Linked DNA regions of Sus scrofa: region 2 is linked to region 1. A link is a contact called in public Hi-C data. All regions are on one chromosome and are shown on one strand. Each heading gives the region's core, a stretch centred on a gene start, on an enhancer-like site or on the middle of the called end of the contact. The rest is flanking DNA. Distances are from core to core; before and after follow the strand shown. Region 1 holds the start of CHMP4B (charged multivesicular body protein 4b). Region 2 overlaps CHMP4B (charged multivesicular body protein 4b).

Region 1 (6,092 bases), core at 381-2,880:
GCAGTATTTTTTTCATTCATTTTCCTGTCTTCTCCCTCATTAGGGTGGAAGCTGTGTTTTGTTCACTTAGTGCATGCAGTAAGCCCCCGAAAGAACTTCCAGAGTATCCACTGACTATCAACAAAAGAGCATCCTCAGGATGGATTATTATTTTGTTCTTCTGTTAGAATGAAGAAAGCATCAATTTAACTCCTACTATGTGCTGGGCACTGTAAATCCATGATTTTCCTTTCGAGGGTAAATTCACTACCTCAAGGTCACACAGCCTGTAACTTGCAGACTTCTGAGTTACCTACTTGTTTGTATAGCTCCTAAACCCCTCTCACTTTCCCCCTCCTCAGGGGGAGGGTTGTCATGTTATGGTTCACTCTCACATTGCCGTAACAACGAGAAAAATCAAATATTTCTAAACTGCTTTATCGTTATTAACACTTTTTCACCTAAGAATACAAAGCACTTGCCCAGAAAGCCATACAACAGGAAGTGCCTCAGAGTTCCTTATCCCCGCCCTCAATCACAGAAGTAGGGACTGGGGGAGGAGTCGGGGCCAACGGAGGAATGGAATCCTTATTTCTGGTACACCGGGATCAGGAAGCCGTGAGTCACCGCGTGAAGGCTTGCGCTACGTGAAACTCTGATAAAACCTGGTTATGAGGAAACCAGAGGTGAATCACAGAGCTGGAAGGCACTTTAGGCCCCATGGAGGTCAAACCCTGGCTGATGGATGGGAGAAATGAACCTCAAGAGGAAAAGTAACTTGCTCAAGTTCATTCAGCAAGTGAACAGGGGACCTCCTCTCCTCCCAGTTCCTTTTTCTCTCCATTCAGGAGGCTTCTAAAGGAGAATTCTGAGTCAGGGGGATGGGGAGAGAGGCCAGGGACAGCTCATGGATTCCCCAGAGGGGTTGGCAGAGGGTAGGAGTGGGACAGGAAGGACACAAGTGTTAGAATGGAGGGCAGAAAGGAGACAAGAAGGAGGCGGCGGCAGTATCTGGGAAGCTGGGTGAGGACAGACCAGAGGGAGGGGGAAATGTGGAGGAGAAAGGAACAGAGTGAGGACGAAGGAAGTGCTGTGAAACGAGGGTCTGAAAGGGCCTGGCAGAGTGGGGAGAGCCTGGGAGAAGAGGGCTGGAATGACAGTCTAATGAAGAAGTCCAGGGGGCGACACTGAAGGGAGTCTGACCGGGTAAGAGGTCCAGGATCCGAGCAAACACTAGCGCGAGTCTGGCGAAGGTGGAGTCCAGGCCAGGGAAGTCTGAGGGGGCCGGGCCAACTCACCGCGCTTGTTTTTAGTGCCGTGCTTCTTGGCGGCCGTCAGTTCCTGTTCGATCTTCTTCTCCAGGAATTCCTGTTTCTTACTTAGCATCTCCTCTGTGTCCCGCAGTCTCTGGATGGCCTCCTGGGGGGTCGGGCCGCCCTTGCCGGCCTTACCCCCTCCAGCCCCGAACAGCTTCCCAAACACCGACATGGTTGCTGCTCGCCGCGCCGGCCTGCGCCGCCCGCTTCGGCTCGGCTCGGCTCGGTTCCGGCGCCTGCTCCCAGCCCTGCTGCTCCCTGCCGCCGCAGGCCTCTTCGCCACCTCCGCCCCGCAGCTGGGCCCGGCCGAGCCACCTCCCACAGGCCCCCACGCCCGGCCCGGCCGGCGTCAGGGAAACACGCCGTGGACTACAACTCCCGAAGGGCAACGCGCGGGCCATGCCTCAAATTTAATGGAAGGAGGTGCGCTGCATGCTGGGAGACTGTAGTCTTCCGGCTTCAGGAGCTCTACGACGCATTTTTTTGGTCTAGCTAGAGTCAAAGGGCGAGATGGCATGCTGGGAAATGTAGTCTTCTTGGAACCAGCTCTGTAGAGGTAGAACAGGAAATGAGTAGTTTATAAAACAGTAATTAACGTTATGCACATTCTGTGATCCAGGCATTGTGAAAAATGCTTTACATTCATTATTACATTAAATTCTCACACGCCTATGAGAGATAATACTGTTAATTTTGTAGGTGAGTAACCAAGACTCAGAAATTGAGGGACTGATTAGCTTAACTTAGACGTATCTTCGCATATGCTGTTCCTCTACCTGCAGTGCCTTTCTACTCTTTATTCACCTAACAGGTTCTTCGAAACCTAGTAGAGGCTTAAGGCAAAGCTAGACTGCAAATGTTCAAAACTCACCTTGAATACTTACTTAGGCGCGTTACTTGCCCTATTCTCCGTACTTGCCTTTTCAAAACTGTAAACTGGAGATAACAACAGGACCACCTACAAGCCTGTGTGAGATAGGAATGTCAAGTGCTTATTTGGCATAGGCCTGGGTCATCATTATGCACAACAGCAATTAAACCAGGAGAAGACTCAAAACTTTCTTTTTTTCTTTTTTTTTTTTTTTTTTTTTTTTTTTTTTTTTGTCTTTTTTTGTCTTTCTAGGGCCTCACCCGAGGCACATGTAGGTTCCTAGGCTAGTGGTAGATTCGGAGCAGCAGCTGCCAGCCTAAACCACAGCCACAGCAATGCCAGGTCCCAGCCATGTCTGCGACCTACACCACAGCTCGAGGCAACGCTAGATCCTTAACCCACTGAGTGAGGCCAGGGATCAGACCCGCGTCCTCATGGATACTAGTCAGATTCGTTTCTGCTGAGTCACGACAGGAACTCCAGAATTTTCAAAAGTAGCAGAGGTATTTAGGATTTTCATGTGTATGTAGCTGCATTACACGACATTGTTTTTCCTTGTCTATTGCTGTCAAGAATCACTTCTCCATCCATTAGCAATGAGGCTGTAATAGCCAATACTTCCCCCAAGCCCACCAATCTAATTTGCCACTTCCAATCTTTTGCATATGTTAGTCTTGTATGAAAACAAAAAGTAAACCTGTTCTGAGTGACGATGTGAAGTGCTCTTCAATGAAGAAAATCATGGCTTCTTTTTTATTCCTTCCTGGACTCTCTTGCTTAGAAACAGTTTCAAATAAATGAGCCTAACTGAACTTTTCCTCTGTTATTTCACATAACCGAGTCTTGTCTCTTCCCTAGATTATTATCTACATGAAGACAAAAACATGCCTCAGATATTGTCATTGTTGTTGGAATCTGCCACAACACCTGCCTGCACAGACAGGTAACCATTCCCAGGGGATGGGAGAATCCACTTCACCCAACTTTCCAGTTGGAAGAAATTATGTGAGAGACGTGCTAGAACTGTCAAGAATTCACATCAGCATAAATTATGACACATAAGTCACACTTGTGTTTGTTTTATAAATGAGACATTGCAATGTTTTATCAAAATGAAAAATAAAACCAAGGAGGCTTCCATCAAATCATCTCATGGATACAGCACCTCTTCCACATCTAAGTAATCTGCCCCTCCACTCTTACCTAAGTCATGCTGCAGCCAGGAACACTTGCCGGGTTTGGGCCGTGCCCCAAAGAATATACGAACTGGCAGATTCCCTCACAACCAGTCTTGTATTGATGTGGAGTAAACCATGGATGATAGCAGAGCCCCTCATGCCATAACTCTGGGAGGCCAGAAAAACATCTTCGGGATATAATAGCAGACACTCAGATTTAATCTTGAGTATCAACCCCAATCAGTTGGTGTGGGTCACTTAGATTATTGGGTTGAGAAGAATTCTGAGTTCTCACCAGGACATCTTGTAAAAGTGTGCTGAGATCAATTCATGATGTCTGCCTAGCGTGAGGGGTAGGAGATGGTGACCCACGGGCAAGGCAGCTGCCATCCTGGCTGAGGATTCGGCTGCTTTGGTGGGGATTCACAGGGTGTGTTGGCTCAACACTGGAGAGCCCTAGGCTTCCTTGACCTTCATTTTTCTGGTTTCTTGGGAAAATACACAGACTGGTGTTAGCTCATTAAAAAGCTCTGTGAGGAGTTCCCATTGTGGCTCAGTGGTAACAAACCCAGCTAGTATCCATGAGGACACAGGTTCAATCCCTGGCCCATGCTTTTTGGGTTAAGGCTCCAGCATTGCCGTGAGCTGCAGTGTAAGTCCCAGACACAGTTCAGATCTGACTTTGCTGTAGCTATGGTATAGGCCAGCACCTGCAGCTCCAATTCAACCCCCACCCCCACCTCAGCCTGGGAATTTCCATAGGCCCTCAAAAAAAAGCTCTGTGAAAAGAATGAGCTACCGTTACCTGGAAGGCAGCTATGCTAGCCACTATACCACCAGTGCTTCTAGCTACCATTACCTGCATCAGGGTGGATGACACACAGATGTTATATGGAGTGAAAGAAATCAGACACAAAAACCTGTACGATTCTATTTATACAAAGTTGAAAAACAGGCAAAACTAATTTATAGTCTATGGTGATAAGAGTCACAATAGAAGTTACCTTCTAGGGTAATACAGACCAGGCAGAATGACCATTGTAGGGTGCTGACATGTTCTATGTCAAGATCCAGGGATGTTAACATAGGTGTAAACAAATTTATATGTTTATACTTAAGATCAGTGCTCTTTACATACATATGTGCTTAACTAAACACATTATATTGCAATTTAAAAACATCTCCTGGGGAGTTCCCGCCGTGGCTCAGCAGTTAACAAACCCAACTAGCATCCATGAGGATGTGGGTTTGATCCCTAGCCTTGCTCACCTGGTCCGTGGGCTCCCGAGATTCATACTCACAACATGGGGATCCTGCGTTGCCGTGAGCTGTGGTGTAGGTCGCAGATGCAGCTCGGATCCTGCACTGCTGTGGCTCTCGTGTAGGCCGGCAGCTACAACTCCAATTGGACCCCTGGCCTGGGAACCTCCATATGCCACAGGTGCAGCCCACAGAAGTAGAAACTGCCCAAGGTCACATGGTTAAAGATACCCTGCCAGGTAGTTTAACTTTCATTAAAAATCTGTCAAGGAGTTCACCTTGTGGCTCAGCAGGTTAAGAACCTGACTAGTATCCATGAGGATGCAGGTTCAATTCCTGGCCTCACTCAGTGGGTTAAGGGTCTGGCATTGCTGTGGCTGTGGCTGGCAGCTGCAGCTCAGATTCAACCCCTAGGCCGGGAACTTCCAAAAAAAAACCCAGAAAAAAAAATGGTTTCTCAAATACAGTTTCCTCTTGTATTAGTTACAAATTGCTATATTACTAACAAATCCATGGAATTTCCCCTGCCGGGGACTGAATGTAAGCCACAGCTACAAAAATGTTGAATCCTTGAACCCACTGCACTGGGCCAGGAATTGAACCTGTGCCTCCACAGTGACTCAAGCCAATGCAGTCAGATTCTTGACTTTTTTTTTTTTTTTTTTTTAAGGCTGTACTCACGGCATATGGAAGTTCCCAGGCTAGGGGTCTAATCAGAACCACAGTTGCCGGTCTACACCACAGCCACAGCAACACAGGATCCGAGCCTCATCTGTGACTACACCACAGCTCACAATAATGCCAGGTCTTTAACCCTCTGATCGAGGCCAGGGATCAAACCTGCAACCTCATGGTTCCTAGCCGGATTCGTTTCCTCTGCGCCAGGACAGGAAATCCCAATGCAGTCAGATTGTTAACCCACTGCGCCACACAATTTCTTTCTTTCGTTTTTTGTTTGTTTGTTTGATCTTTTTAGGGCCACATCCACACCCCATGGAAGTTCCCAGGCTAGGGGTTGAATCAGAGCTGTAGCCAATGGCCTATGCCACAGCAGCACCAAATCTGCAGCTCACAGCAACACTGGATCCTTAACCCACTGAGTGGGGCCAGGAACCACGTCTTCATAGTTACTAGTCAGGTTTGTAACTGCTGAGCCACGATGAGAATTCCCCAACAGTTTCTTACATATGACACCAAAGGCACAAGCACCAAAAGAAAAAAATAGATATGGAGTTCCCGTCGTGGCTCAGTGGTTAACGAATCCGACTAGGAACCATGAGGTTGCAGGTTCGATCCCTGGCCTTGCTCAGTGGGTTAAGGATCCGGCATTGCGGTGAGCTGTGGTGTAGATTGCAGATGTGGCTTGAATCCTGAGTTGCTGTGGCTCTGGTGTAGGCCAGCGGCTATAGCTCCCGATTAGACCCCTAGCCTGGGAATCTCCATATGCTACGGGAGCGGCCCTAGAAAAGGCAAAAAGACAAAAAAGAA
Region 2 (6,735 bases), core at 4,128-6,627, 45 kb before region 1:
CCCTTAATGTTTGTCATTCTTTTGGGACTGTTGACCGTTGTTCTTGCTGAAAACCAATGGGAGTTCCCTGGTAGCTCAGTGGGTTAAGACCTGGCATCACTGCTGTGGCGCTGGTTCCTGCTGTGGTGCAGGTTCAACCCCTGGCCCAGGGATGTCTACATGCCACAGATGAGGCCAAAAAAAAAAAAAAAAAAAAAAAGAAAAAAGTCCAGGCAACTAACATCACTATGAGCAGAACACAACTCTGCTTTGAAAGGAGAATTTTCCCCTTTGCTGCAGCCCAAGTTGCCCTGTGGAAATTTGGGCCCCATTTAGCCTGACCCTCATGGAAATCTAGCCTGGCATTGGTTCAGAGTCTGAGCTGCAGGACCCAAGGTCTATGCTTCTATCCCAGCTCCACCTGCCTCTTCTGTTGTCTGGGTGAGGCCAGGATCCAGCTTAGCAGGAAGGAAGCTATTTCTACAAGGTGGGTACCCAGGAGAGACAGGAAGAGAGATATGAATGGGGAGACAGGGACTCAGGTCAAGTTCACATCTCAGCTCTGCCCATACTTGCTATGAGACTTGAAGCACCTGGGCAGCTCGGTTTCCTCATCTGCAATTCATTTCATAAATACCTAACAAAGGTCTGTCAATTCTGTGTAACTGTCCAGCTCAGACCCACAACAAGCCCAAGGTGGCCTCTGGGCCTTTGCCCACACTGGTGGAAACTCCCCCTAGCTTCTTGTCTTTCACATCTTTTTCCTTGCTTTGATCCGGAGCCAGGGATGGAAACTGTGTCCTCATGAGTACTAATCAGGTTCACTACCACTGAGCCACAAATGGGAACTCCCATTCTTTTTTTTTTTTTTTTTTTTTTTTTTTGTCTTTTTGCTATTTCTTTGGGCCGCTCCCGCAGCATATAGAGGTTCCTAGGCTAGGGGTCAAATCGGAGCTGTAGCCACTGGCCTACGCCAGAGCCACAGCAACGCGGGATCCGAGCCACATCTGCAACCTACACCACAGCTCATGGCAACGCCAGATCATTAACCCGCTGAGCAAGGGCAGGGACCGAACCCACAACCTCATGGTTCCTAGTCGGATTCGTTAACCACTGCACCACGACGGGAACCCCCCATTCTTCTTTTTATATAATCCCCCATCATGTTCTTTCCCAAGAGACTGGACACAGTTCCCTGTGCTATACAGCAGGACTTGCGTTGGTTTTAATCTTAAGAGGTTTGGGGATGGGCACTGGAGAGGGATCCTCTCAATTCTGCCGATTTGCAGAATTAAGGATGAACATACAAAGATCCATTTTTCTAAAGGAGAAGGTCCACGGTGTCCATCAGATTCTCAAGGCAGTGAAAGACTAAAGGAAACCAGAGGGAATTCCTGTATGGCTCAGCAGGTTAAGGACTCACCATAGTCTCCATGAGGATGCAGGTTTGATTCCTGGCCTTGCTCCTTGGGTTAAGGATCCAGCATTGCCACAAGACGCACCTTAGATCACAGAGGTGCTGTGGTGTAGGCCAGCATCCAGTGTTGCTGTGGTTGTAGGACTGAGCTGCAGCTCTGATTGAGCCCCAGCCCAGGAACTTCCATATGCTGCACGTGCAGCCATAAAAATGAAAAAAGAAAACTAGAGACAGTGAAAGAGGCTGGGTCAAAGTCACAGGCAAGTCACAGCTGACCTGAGGGCAGCCCGTGTCCTAGATTCTCAGTCACTGTCGTCCACTTCCTCGCCGTGGGAAAGGCTATTTTCTTCAATGCACCAGCGCACCAGATGGGCCTACTCAGAGGGCCCAGCAATGTTTCCGACACGTGGAGGGCTGCTGTCCTGCTGGCACTGCCCATGGACACTGATGGAGAGGAGCCATACAAGAACCAACTCACTCCTGAACTGTGCCCAGAGCGTCCCCAAACAAGGGGAGGGCCACAGATTCATGGCTTCTGGAACCAAAACACATCTCTAATAAGACACACTCTGCTCTTGGTTCAAATTGTTAATACAAAAAAAAAAAAAAAATTGTTGATACACATCATGTTCAAGTCTTCCACGTTTCCCCGACTCCACTGGACACCGTGCTGGCCCGGAAAGGGTCAACGCCCGAAGCAAACAGCAGATCGATTAAACACAATGGCAAAGTATGAAAATTAATCGAGATATTTAATAGACAGTGCAAACCATAATTTCATCTGAATATAAATGTATGCACATGTTTCCAATGAGTTATCTATCAGTTATCACAAACAGCAACAAGGACCTTAGAGCTATGTTAGAAAAACGTATATAGCTGGAATTTCACTCTAACAATCTCACACGCTCTCAAGAGACCACCATCCCTTTCAAACCAGTGTCACAAACTCCAAAAAGACCAGGGGAGTAGGAGTGAGGAGTGGGCCAGAGTGGTAAACACAGGGCCAGTACACAGGCGATGGACAGAAATACAGCTCTCGAGGAAACCAAAATCAGATGCATTATTACAGCTAAGGACAAGGAAAAGCCTATGGCTTTTAAAAAACAACTTTCTGCCAGTACCATACAAGTCTTACAAAGTCAGCTGACTTAAAAGGACAGAGGCTACATTTTCAGATCATTTCAACTGCAAATGGTCGACCCTTTCCACTGAGGTTCAGCAGTGGAGTTAGCGTAGTCCAGAAGCTCAGTGTTGGATTTGCAAATACAGTTTATTTTACAGAAATTCAACATTATAAACAGCAGGCACCCACCCCCGCCCCCCACCCCACCCCCGCCCGTCCCGCTGGGTGCAGACCATGCTATGCAGAGTGAGCAGTGATGCGGCCCTACTGCTTTGGAGGGAGATTCGAGAGCGATGGACCCTGCCTGCACCGCGTCCTGCCTGCCCCGCACACGCATACGCCTGCCCGCCGCGCAGGCCACCAGAGTCTGTCTGGGCCCAGCCCGCACTGGACCGGTTAAATGGATCCAGCCCAGGTCTCCAATTCCTTCATGTCGTCGTCTTCTTCTTCCTTCTTCTTGGCTGTGTGACAAGAGGAAAGGCCGTTTAGTTTAGGAGGGCTGGCTGTGGTGTGCACAACACGTTCTGGCTGGCTGCCAGGGCTGTGCTACACGGCGGTGTCTACAAAACAGCCCGCCCTTGCAGCCAGCCTCACCGCCAGGCTATCAGCGGACTGCTTCTCTGTGCCTAAAAGCTGCAACGTTAAACTCCAGATAACCAGGCACACTTTCCACAGCACCTCCCCGCCCCACTCTGAGGCCAAACAAAGCAGGGAGGATTCTACAGAGAGTCCATCAGGAGCCATGCGTGGCCTCAATCCCAGAGCATCCAAGGTGGGGGAGAGTGGGAAGAACCCCAAGAGAGATCTCATCCCAGCCAGCCAGCCACCTCCACCGGCTTACACCTCCTCTATACACTGCGGGGCATCTGGACCTGCTCTGCCTGCACCCCATTCTGGGCAGCTCACTCGACTAGAAGAGCCACTTCTCCGTGATCTGGGGGAGACTGAGGTGACGCAGCCTGGTCACACTGTGCCCCACTGGGCTCTGTCTCCATGCCAAGCCAAGCTGCTTGACTTAAAGAAAGAAGTTCTGTGTGGAGAACTTCTACTCAAGGGTAAAATAACTAGGGGCAGGAGGGGTGCAGGAAAAAGGAAACGAAGGTTTCATAGAAGCAAGTCTCAAAAAAGCCAAAGCAGGAGTTCCTTCTGTGGCCCAACGGGATCAGCAACAACTTGGGAGCAATGGGACACAGGATCAACCTCTCGCCTGGCACAGTGGGTTAAGGATCTGATGTTGCTGCAGCTTCGACTTAGGTAGCAAGTGCAGCTTGGATCTGATCCCTGGCCTGGAACTCCACATGCCGCGGGGCGGCCAAAAAAAAAAAGACAAAGCAATGTTCTTTTCACCGTGGCTACCTCTGAGGCCCCAGCTTTTACAGGTGTGCACAGGATACCAGACAGGAAGCAAGAGCTGTCCTCCACTTCCTCACACCTTCTCTAAGTGCCTGGAACTTCCTCTTGTTTGGTGGCACAAGGAAAGTAATCTTAAAATTACTTTCTAAGGACATCTGGCAAAATCTGGAGGAATTTTCAATGTCAAAGCTTGGGGGTTCTATTTTGATGCTGAAAATGTGTCTTGGCTCAGCAGTAACAAACGCGACTAGTATCCACAAAGACTCAGGTTCGACCCCTGGCTTCACTCAGTGGGTTAAGGATCCAGTGTTGCCATGAGCTTTGCCATGAGCTGTGGTATACGTTGCAAATGTGGCTCAGATGTGGCGTTGCTATAGCTGTAGTGTAGGCCAACAGCTATAGCTCTAATTCAACCCTTAGCCTGGGAACTTCCATAAGCCTCAGGTTCGGCCCTAAAAAAAAAAGCAAAAAGAAAAATTGGAGAAGGGGTGCTACTGGAGTCTAGTGAGTAGAGGCCTTAGGTTCTGCTAAACATTCACAGTGCATGGGGACAGGCTCCCTTCTCCGTCCCCACCCAAAGAATGGTCTGGGAGTTCCCATTGTGGCTCAGCAGGTTAAGAATCTGACTAATATCCAAGAGAAAGCAGGTTTGATCCCTGGTCCTACTCAGCAGGTTAAAGAATCCTGTGTTGCCAAGAGTTGTGGTGTGGGTCACAGAAGCAGCTTGGATCTGGTGTTGCTGTGGCTGTGGGGTAGGGCAGCAGCTGCAGCTCCGATTTGACGACTAGCCTGGGAACCTTCATATGCCTCAGGTGTGGCCCTTAAAAAAAAAAAAAAAAAAAAAAAAAAGAATGATCTGGTTATGTCAATAGTGCCAAGATTAAGAAACCCTGTTCTGGAGTTCCCGTCGTGGCGCAGTGGTTAATGAATCCGACTAGGAACCATGAGGTTGCGGGTTCGGTCCCTGCCCTTGCTCAGTGGGTTAACGATCCAGGTTGCGGGTTTGGTCCCTGCCCTTGCTCAGTGGGTTAACGATCCAGGTTGCGGGTTTGGTCCCTGCTCTTGCTCAGTGGGTTAACCATCCGGCGTTGCCGTGAGCTGTGGTGTAGGTTGCAGATGTGGCTCGGATCCCGCGTTGCTGTGGCTCTGGCGTAGGCCTGTGGCTACAGCTCCGATTCGTCCCCTAGCCTGGGAACCTCCATATGCCGCAGGAGCGGCCCGAAGAAATAGCAAATAGACAAAAAAAAAAAGAAACCCTGTTCTAAAGAAACTAGGAAAGAGCAGGGGACATTGTTCTGAGGGCTGTCACACAGATCCTAGCTGGTTCTCAACTGTGGGCAACTCAGGACCCAGGCTGAGGCCAACCAACCACACAATTACCCCCCACGTGGCATCGTAGCTGATGAGAAGTACTCACTGGGTTTTGATGGTAGGGTTATAGAGGGAACATTTGGTAGAGGGACTGTTTCAGGTCCACTGATTTCCAGCAAATTCTTGTCTAGTTCCTCCTGTTCTAGTTCCTCTAATTCTGCCATGAGCTCATCCTGGTAAAAGGAAACAGAGAAGTGAGAGAGACATCCCTGGGGTCACAGCCTCTCCCGTGGTACCTCTCACCTGATGGCTCCAGGGACACACCTCCCTTCTGAGAAGGTCAGAGGGGAGATGAACTCCATCCAGGTCCCCACTCTGTGACTCAAACAACACACTTCTACTGGTGAACACAGCACACTACAGAGCAATTACTGATGGCTACATTGGCAGTCCTGCACTTGGCTATGAGCCTTTTTTGAAAAAAGCGATTGTATTTTTTTCACTCTGATTTTTTCATCTCAGAACTGGTGCACTGAGTGAACGTTCAGGACTGTCTGGTCAACTGAAATGATGCTGTCTAGTCTGTCAAACTCCAGTCAGAAAACATGAAAACCTTGGTGCTAGAGCCAAGGGTAAAGGCCACGGGCTGTTTTCTCAGCTATACCGTAGGAAGCAGAGAGCCCCAAGAGTCCGGTCCGACGGAGAGGGCCTGGCCTTCAGTGGACTCAACTCTAAGGCAGAATGAGGTACCTTCAATAGGGCCTGTAACTGTATTTTAAAAACCTAAGAGACTCCAGGTTCCAACTGCTACAGCAGAAATCGGCAGGTGGCCAAGTCCCAGACAGAACCTGGAGGCGTCAGACGTAAACATTCCTTCCTTGGTCTCACCTTTGTCTCTCATTGGAGTGGTCTGAGGGCGAATCCTGTAAACTTCTCCAGGGCACCTTCACTGCAGCGGCCCCAGCATGGAGCCCAGGGCCCCCCATGGAAAGGGGTAAGGTAAATACTTGTTGAAACCAATGCCGACCCAAAGTCTGCTGAGGGTTCCAACAAAGGTTCCTTTACTTCATGCGAACTCCCCCAAGCACTGAGACAGCCCTCAAAGTCCAGAATTAGGGAGGGTTAATGCCACGTCCTTTCTATGTTCAAGTCTGGAGGGATGACCGGCTGTAACAGCACCGCAAAGGCAGCCCAGCGATCATTTGTAAAGCTTGTGTGACCTGCAGGAAACCACTCACCTCATCAAACTCTTCTCCAAACCCTACAGGTTTTGAAATAGCTGTTGAAATCTCTTCTGCAAGTTCTTGCTGGTCAGCAATGTCCTGCATTAACTCATCAACTTTATCGATGTCCCTTTAAACGAAATGGACAAATGTCATATCAATCAGCCTGTGTAAAAGCGGTCTGTGAGGCAGGAGCAGAAACCCAGCCCCATGCAATCTGCTTCCCAGCCCCAACCCCTGAAATTACTCCCTCTGAGGAATAACTTTTTATCTTTACTGTCTTCTTCCTGCTCTTTAAAATAGAGAATCATAGATTCAAGAGGATG

What was found. Hi-C and Micro-C count contacts between places; a contact is called where the count stands out from the background.
Region 2: a contact with region 1 is called in a Hi-C map of alveolar macrophages, with 1.8 times the contacts expected there. The contact joins the enhancer-like site here to the promoter of CHMP4B in region 1. A contact is called at or near these places in 1 of 5 promoter capture datasets (liver), 9 of 47 Hi-C or Micro-C datasets (alveolar macrophages, blood, embryonic fibroblasts and 4 more) and 1 of 2 datasets of contacts at active chromatin or transcription factors (alveolar macrophages).

The regions. Positions count from the first base shown.
Region 1 is chr17:37,280,960-37,287,051 of Sscrofa11.1, reverse strand. CHMP4B (charged multivesicular body protein 4b) reads right to left here and starts at 1,630. Exons shown (of 5, transcript XM_003134402.6): 1 at 1,278-1,630. The coding sequence starts at 1,467.
Region 2 is chr17:37,329,498-37,336,232 of Sscrofa11.1, reverse strand. It overlaps CHMP4B (charged multivesicular body protein 4b), which reads right to left. Exons shown (of 5, transcript XM_003134402.6): 3 at 6,425-6,539; 4 at 5,293-5,419; 5 at 2,130-2,983. The coding sequence ends at 2,919. Among named protein-coding and RNA genes, the nearest start is that of CHMP4B, 47 kb to the right of the region's middle. Within about 2 kb of position 5,377, at least 3 of the 83 cell types and tissues checked have an H3K27ac peak or open chromatin away from gene starts, as enhancers often do. A contact at or near this core is called in alveolar macrophages, where this site is marked.